Linked DNA regions of Bactrocera dorsalis: region 1 is linked to region 2. Evidence: chromatin contacts called from public Hi-C data. All regions are on one chromosome and are shown on one strand. Each heading gives the region's core, a stretch centred on a gene start, on an enhancer-like site or on the middle of the called end of the contact. The rest is flanking DNA. Distances are from core to core; before and after follow the strand shown. Region 1 overlaps LOC105230528 (netrin receptor DCC). Region 2 overlaps LOC105230528 (netrin receptor DCC).

What was found. A called contact is a pair of places that touch in the nucleus more often than the background predicts.
Region 1: a contact with region 2 is called in a Hi-C map of whole body, with 2.9 times the contacts expected there. The contact joins two enhancer-like sites. A contact is called at or near these places in 2 of 2 Hi-C or Micro-C datasets (both in whole body).

The regions. Positions count from the first base shown.
Region 1 is chr3:91,355,321-91,359,655 of ASM2337382v1, reverse strand. All of the region lies in intron 1 of LOC105230528 (netrin receptor DCC), which reads right to left. Among protein-coding and RNA genes, the nearest start is that of LOC109579860, 62 kb to the left of the region's middle. Within about 2 kb of position 2,110, the one cell type or tissue checked has open chromatin away from gene starts, as enhancers often do.
Region 2 is chr3:91,295,099-91,299,423 of ASM2337382v1, reverse strand. The region is part of intron 1 of LOC105230528 (netrin receptor DCC); the gene reads right to left. Among protein-coding and RNA genes, the nearest start is that of LOC105230528, 14 kb to the right of the region's middle. Within about 2 kb of position 2,708, the one cell type or tissue checked has open chromatin away from gene starts, as enhancers often do.

The DNA.
Region 1 (4,335 bases), core at 861-3,360, 61 kb before region 2:
ACGAACGAATTAAGGCAGAACGTAAGGAGCCACGGCAGAATGAACGACGAGTAAGAATGTGATTACCAGGCGGAGAGGTGTGGCATTTTAATGCAAATGTTACAGCGAGAGTTCCAACCAGCTTTTGGAAAATTTGCGAGCTATTTGCATAGCAAAACGTATACGTTTACGTACATAGCTGTGACATTTGTCCAAGCATTAATTGAATTTAATTACAGAAATGTACAGTAGTCGATTACAAGAAACATGATCATTAGTCATTCGCCAGAGACCTTGTTGCTGATAATTGCACGGGTAAACGAGCACGCTCTGTAGGAAATATTCATGGATAGAGCAATCGTGCAAAACTTGCTTTTAATAGAGGAATGGATATTTCTGTGAAAAAATTTGAAATCAGGACGGGAGAAAAAGCCGGAGCTCCGTCCATTAGTGCGTTTAGAGTAGTGCCCCATACTCTCATAGCTGCAGAAGATCACTTTTTTTCTGTTTCGAAGGTCTTTGGTGACTTTTTTTGCTGCCTTCATCTCCCTTTTTACTAAAGCTCATCATCTCTTAATCAGCCTCAGTTCTGGTCAGTAATATGGATTCGCTTCTCTAGGTACTAAAATCACTGCATTCCGTTGGAATACTAATATCGATATTCTGCTTGTCACTAGTAGTGACTTAGTCAGAATACCGATATAAGTCTATTTTGTTATAGTGACATGATGCGAGGTTAGGCCAAAATAACGTGTAGACTTCATGTTGACTTAGAAATAGGACACAACAACTGGAAATTGCCTGCCACACAAGAATTTTCTTTGAGACTTTTGTCAGCTTTTTGGCTTTGAATTTTTCAGCACCATATCCTCGAGAATCGGCTGTATGAAATTCCACTACAGGTAGATTAGAAAAGTCCGCTAAAACATAGGTGTCGTCATCCATTATGAAGCATTCGAATTTGTTAACAAAATCTTTCGTCAGCTTCATAGCTCATTGTTTTGCGGTTTCGTTCTTGACGGCCTTTCTATCCGGAACTTTCTGTACCTTGTACGTCTTCAGCCCAGCTTCCTTCTGCGTGCTGCATACGAAAGATTCTGAGAAGCCAGCCTTCCTAGCCTTCTCATGGTCCCTTCTTTTTATCAGAACCGTTCTTCTTGTCAATATCCACATCTTCTTTAAAACGTTTGATAAGGCTAGAAATGGTTTTAGGGTTAGGCCCTGCCTCTTTGGCAATTTTCTTAAAAGACCACTGCGGTTTCTTTTGAAATAATGTTCAAAAGTATGGTTTGGCATTGGAATTGCGGGCTTTATCTCTTCATGACCTATCCAATAAAGTCGAAAAAATGCAACAAAAACATTACTTTCACACTTTGACCTCATGAATTTGTCAGCTGTCAACGAGTCTATTGCCCTACAGGGCATATGCTCAACATACGCAAGTGCTTAACGACATTAAAATTTGTAAAACGAAAGGTAAATCGTATAAATATCGATATATGTAATTACAACAGTGATCGCATGTAATGTAACAGCAGCAGCCAAGAGCAGCGACCGAAACCGGACGACAGTCGTCAGCTGTCAAGCGTGTGTCGCACAAATTGGAATCGACTTTAAGGTGTCACATGGCGCCAAATAATTACGGCGAGAGTGCACAGATTGCCACCGCGATACCCAAATGCAAACAGATATAAATACCCCACTTACACATACATACAAACGCACACACATTCATATATTTGTATGAACAAATGGATGTGTAGATTAAAGCGACTTAATGGCGATTTCTACAACTTCACTTTGGCCCGCAGCAAGTTAATCACTTGCACTTGTGCAGCAGCGACGACGGCAAAAACAACAACAACGGCAACAGGGTTTTATCCAAAGTAATTTAATTAAAACGACTCGCAGAGGCGAACACGGCTCGAGATCGGATTCTTTGATCGCAGCAACCACATTCACAAACACACACAAAGTGGGTCCCCGTGCCACTTGCCATGCAGTTGCAACCAGCGAGTGGCAAGCGATGTGGACGCCGATAAATCAGCATCAAAGTGTCACAAACTCGCGACGAATTTCGTGTGAGCGCGCGTCCCACTGCCAGCCAGTGCGCCACTCAGGTCGGTTCGTTCGACGAAAACTTGGTCTGACGGCATCTCTTGACACAGCACCCTGTCAAATGCCGTGGTTCGGGGAGTTCGTGCGTTAACAATTTGATTTATTACAAATTATTCGCCGATATTAATTTTTCAGAAGCAATAATACCCCGGCGCATGCCAAATAGGCACGCGTGGTATTTGTTTTCGAATGTGTCGGTTGAGTGCAACGCCTTGCGCCACTGCGTGCAACATTCATTCAGAAGCAATTTTTGCAATAGCAACAATGAAAATGCCTCAAAAAGCAATTTAATTTGCAATGCGTGACGAATCAATTCGGCTTAATTAACAATCGTGCATTAGGTTGTGTAGGAAAGGCAACACTAAGGCGAAAGTGCAGCTCCCACACCCAAAATAAAATAGGTATAAATTAGTTACTTTCAGTTAGAACAATATTAGAAGACTTAATTCGTTCCTTGGTTAAGTGAATATTTACAACTTCGGTTAAAGGTGCAACATGAAAGAACGGTCCCTGAAAACATAGTTTAGTCGGCTAAAAGGTAATGGCAGTAGCCGCGTAACTACTCGTATAAAGCGTGTGATAGACTTATTACCCTTCCACGTGATACATTTACTCTCATATCTGGTCAAAACTTTAAACAAGCATCATAGAAAATTTGGTTCATTTCCCTGACAGTTTTCTTTATTAGCGGAAAAGTTATGAAACTTAATTACTCAAAGCAGCAACGCATTTCCAGGCATTTCTAACGAAATGAGCAAATCAAATAATAAACCGCCCTCAATTCCTATAATTTTGAACCAAATCTAAAAGGCACTTCGAACTCGGCAAAGCAAAAGCGCAGATGCTTTGAACGAATTACTTCGCTTGCATACGCCTCCCATCCCTTAAATGTTGGCAACGTCCAGCCGGTCGGATTTCCATAAGCTGAAACGTGGTTTGCATTCCACGCCAATGTAAATGCGATATCGACGAGTTCTAATCGAATTTGGTTTGGATTGCGCGAGGTCAGTGTAGTTTGCAAACGGTGGAAATCCAGTAAAATGTATGCCTGTCGAAAGTGTGTCAAATCTGCGAGCAGCTGACAGCTGCCACGCGTATGGCATCCCTTCTACCTTTTATTCTTTTGATTTCGTAGTTATGGTTTCGCCCTAAATATCGCACGTCCCAAGGGAGATGGGTTGCGTGGAAGAACTACCCGTGTTTAATATACAAAGTTTTCTCCCCCGTTGGCATTGATTCGGATATTCTGTACATGTCCATTTTGACAGGAGATTACAGCAATAAACTGCACATTTTGATTGTAACATCTCCGTTTTTAGTTGATATTTTTTGTATGCAAACATTGAATAATTCAATATTGCGAAATTTATTTTCTTTATATAAAATGGATTTTGTTCGTCGATTCATCACTACCATGATCCTGAACCAAAACAAGAGGCTAAAGAGTGTGTGAATCTAGTTTTTCGGCTTCGAAACGAGTTCGTGTCCGGAAATGGGCCAAGAAAGTTATGGCATCAGTTTTTTGGGATGCGAGAGGAATTTTGTTAGTGGATTACTTGCAAACTGATAAAAAAAAATTAACTCTGAATATTATTGCAACCTTTGAATCAGTTGAAGGAAAAAAATCGTGAAAAAAGACCCGGTTTGCAGAAGAAAAAAATCCTTTTTCATCAAGACAATGCACCGTGTCACAAGACCATTTTGACAATGGCTGAAATCCATGAATTACAGTTCGAATTATTGGAGCATCTAATGTGTTCACCTGATTTGTCCCCCAGCGACTTCTATATGTTTCCAGAACTCAAAAAAATGTATGCTTGGCAAGCGTTTTTCATCAAATGAAGAGGTCATATTGGCTTCCGGATCCAACTTCAGGGGTAGGATCCACAGATTGGAGGATCGTTAGAGCAAGGTATTAATGCGCAGGGAGATTATACTGAATAATAAGGTGTATTTTGAATCATAAAATTGTGTTTTTGTTATCAAACGACAAAACTTATTGAACAACTTAGAATGGCTTACGGGCAAAAAGTTTAAACCTTAAAAAGTTTTTAGAATAGGGTTATTTTTAAAAGTTAATGCATTTCATGTGGTATTACTGCAAAGCATGTGTGACAATTATCCAATTTTCCCAGCCAATGGTAAAAATACGCACGATTTTCATGCAGGCAGTGCAACGAAATGCATAAAATGCTGCAGTAATGCCACATTGAGTTAGTGACAGAATTCCACGGTGGC
Region 2 (4,325 bases), core at 1,459-3,958:
CTTGTTTTTCAGTTCTTTGTAGGCACGCAGTAGTTTCGCGGATTCTCAAAACAAGAGACAGAGTTTACTTCGCATCTTCCCAACCACCGTGAATGAGCTGCTCATCGTTTCTGTTCCGCCTTGTCCTAACTTCAAACTTCTTTGTGTGCAATTTGTTGCGTTTGCTCTACAAAGCTCTGCCACCACTGCCTCTGCGACTGCCTACCGCCAGGCAATTTGACGGTTCAACGAACGACGAAACTCTTTATGGCCGAGTGACTGCAGCGGGGACTAGTGGTGGCCAGCGTCGTGGAGCGAAGACGCATTGTGAAGTTCGACTCGAATTCGCACTGAGCAGACAACAAACGAGCTGGGAGTAAACAACCGGCGACGCGCACGTCAATTGGAATTGGAAGATGTTGCGATTTCATTTCACAGCTGCATGCATGGCACTAGTACCATCTGGCGGGGAGGAAGGGCTTTGTGTGAAGTGCAGTTTCTGACGAATGCATTTGCATGTTGATTTGAATGCGCCTTGCCGTTGCCTCTGCTGGCATTTGATGGCTATTTCAGCTCAAAGTTGCTTCATATGCAGTGATGTCTTGAGTAGGCGTGGTCGTGTGTGAGTGCGCATGCGTGCAAACGACGTGGGTGGACAACGCGTTGAGGAAAAGGAATGCATACGCTATGCCATGGAAATAGATGGACGGCGAGGCGAGACTATTTTGACATTTGTTGGGGGATTTTTAGCAGGTTAGAGGAGCGCTAGCAACTGCAGGAGTACTGAAAACTCAAATTTGAATTGGGCAATCGGACTCTGTGGGAATTGACGGTGCTGTCCGCACATTCCCAACGCAACTGCATAAATACATTTGGCAGAAATATTTGATTCTCACACTTTTCCTGGGGCGCTGAAGCAGTCGAAGAAGGTAAGCTAACGAGCGTTGCTGCACTGTGGTCGTAAATTTAATACACGACAAACAAATTTAATGAGCGCGCACACAAGAATTGATTGTGTTGAAGTGCAATAACGCTTTCACAGCTCGCTTTCTCATGTTTCCAACAGCTGAAGACCTCGTGGCCTTCTTTTAAACGTACACCACAGCATTTAATCTCATAAATATTAAGTCAGCTGCATAATCATCATAATTTACTACTTACTCCTCTGCACACCCGCACTGAAATGCGAAATCATACGGCATAAAGTATGCGGTCGAAGACGAGTTGACGCGTCGGAACAGCGAAGAGGCGCATGTGACCAGCAACTGGTGGTCGATAAAGAGTGTAGTGTGGAGAAAAGATGGAGACGAAATACTAATACAAATGAGGTGGTCACACAAAGAACGAGCGATAAACGTGTTTATCCAATTTAAAGCATAATTGTGAACACAGACGCTTACAGTGGCGTGCATTGCGGTATGGACAGAACAACTAGATTCAAGAATGAGAAAAAACCAAATAGGTTTCTTCTCCGTCGATGCAGCGCTGCCAGCCCGATTTCCAAGCGGTACGGCGTCACGGAAGACATTTTTCATGCTGCTTGGATCCCCTCTGTCGTCTCAAAATGCTTGCTTTTCATCGGTGTGAGCCGAGGCGTTGTCGTGGTGCAACTTCCAATCGGTTGCGATGTCTTGTCGAACCCTATTGACCCTTCGTTTGTGCATCTTGAGGACTTCCACGTAAAACTTGGCGTTGACGGTTTGTCAAAAAGGAATAAATTCATGATGGACGATGCCATTGATGTCAAAAAAGACTCGGAAGATTGCCTCTTTGTCTCGAGATCATACTCAAAGCTCCATAGCTGGTCACCGCTGATTACGTTATTCAAACCTCTCTCCATGTGCTCGGAGACAACTGACCATCCGGTCGTTCGTTAGCTAAGAACGCCCTCTACCGAATACAGTCGGTGCGCGCAGGCTCCGATGTACAGTCACAGCGAAAGAAGATCAGTTATATTACTTTCCACAAATTCTAAACTGAATTTGAAAGTGAGTAAGAACGATATACTTAAAAAGGGAGCGAGTTTTTTTGTCTTAAAGCACATCTGAACCAGTGTCATTCTCATTTCAATATCCGACACTGTATACAATTCTCCCTTCGCCTTGCCCGATGTCGCCCCACAGCACTTTATGTAAGTCCACTAGCGACGACTCATTCATGTTCACAAAGCTGCTGCAACATGTGGCCGAGCAATATTGCCACGGCAGACACTCTGCGTTGGAGGCGGTCACATATTACACCATTTAGCATTCATTTAAAGACCGTTTATGGTAATAAAGTGGTAAGACACTCATCATCACATGCCGCACATGGCAGGCGAGCGTCACAGAGTCACAGGTCACACATTGCTCGCTTCCAAAACGGTGTGCAGCAAACACGACTGCAACTACAATAAATATCTACTTGTTGGCCAAGTCCACGTAAAGACGCCACGACGTAACCTTTAAGCAGTTTTTTCCCTCATTACATCGCCCGACCTGTGCGACGTGTGCGCTCGTTGTAAGTTATGACGCGCGCATTCTTCTCGTTCGTTCGCTTTTTTCTCGCTTTTGATTTTCAACCGAACAATGCTATATCTGTCCAGTCGCACATTCGACTCTTTGCTGACCATCAACTGCATTGTGGCGGCACTTTTCATTGATCAGCAGCGCAAGGTACGCGGTGGAGCGCGTCAACAACTCAGTTGTTGTCAACATTGGCGTCGGAGTTGGCAACATCCACCGTGTGGCTCATTACAACTGCGAATGTCATGTTCACATGTCAGCGCAGCTTACACACAAACACACACTCGCACTCACACATCTCCCCATAAGTACTATATTATTCCATAGAGTGCACTCGTTGTAACTCGGTCGTGCCGAGCGCGTCTCTGAGTGCCTTTTATGCACGCCTTTCATGCTGTTTTTAGGGCTTCACGCTCGCACACTCCACCTCATCTTCGGCCACCATGTGCCGTTTCTTCGTCGCACATGATTTTTATGTTGGGTTTCGTATTCAATTCCCAATCAATTGGCTGCCATAAAACGGATTATGTGCCACCAAGTGCGGCTGCTCTCGGCCACAAGTGCCCTCTCTAAGGCAAGTGCACTCGCTGTAGCCATCTGTTGAGGCCGTCGAGCAGCTTCAATTGCTTGTTGCACGCCACTCATTAAGCATCGACGATTCTCATAATTATGGTCATTACAACGATAAGTACATATTCATGGCATATTAATGCTATCGCCGCCATTATCATTATATGTAATCACTACTTTTATTCCATGCTTAAAGTCATATTTAATTTTGGTAATTTTATCGACGATTCAAGCAGTTACGAATGTGAGTGGCTCGAAATAATGCTGAATACGAAGGATTGCCAAATAAAATTGAAAGGTTAATAATAGGTGTGCGACTCCGCTTAAATCGTGCAGGGCTTATTTTAAATAATGCGCCGAAATATATGCAAATACAATATTATCTTTTTATTCTAGTGGAGCAATTTTAGTTAAAAAAAAAAATCTTGTAAACCCTCGCAAAATAATGTTGGTTCTTGAAAAAGATACTCAAGTAACTAAGAAATAACTGTTATTCGCGATCTGATCAAATTTGACCCGGACTGTCTGGCAAAAAAAAAAAACATTTCCCTCGAACTGACACAACCTTTCTTGTGTTCGTGTGGAGTTTGATCTCCATATGTCATTTAGTGTGTGTTCGGCAGCTGTTTGTTTATGACGAGAATAGTTTCGGTGGCGATTTCTACCATGAAAAAAAAAAATATTAATTTGGGGTTTCAATGGAATCATAGCGAAGCAATCGTTGAAAAGGTTTGAGAAGTGTTTTGTGGAGTCTACCTTATCACGAAAAAAAGTATTGGAGGGACAAAGCATTCGAGAATGTCGTGAGGTCATCGAAGACGTTCCTCATGTTGTCCATCAACTTCTGGTGATGAATAACATCAAAATATACGGTTCTTGAAAATCGTCGTGTTGGCATCTGAGTAATAGCAAAGGATTTAAACATCTCTTATGGATCTACTCAACCTTTTTGGTTAATGTTTTGTGTATGAAATCTGTCAAAGCTGGACTCATACCAAAAGACCTGAATGAAGTCGCAGGTTTATGAATATAACTTCGAAACTGTCCAACAATATAGAGAATGGCCGAACCCGGAAATCCAAAATCCGCTGAAAGCACTAAAGCCATCTCAACCGGCACTTATAACAAGTTTTTGGAACTTTGTTTTATGCCTTGGAATAAAGATTTGTATTACTCTTATCGAAATTGTAAATTTGGATAACGGTCAGATTGACCAGATCGTATTGTTCGAAGATTGCTTTCTGCAATAATATACGATTTTTAATAAATCCC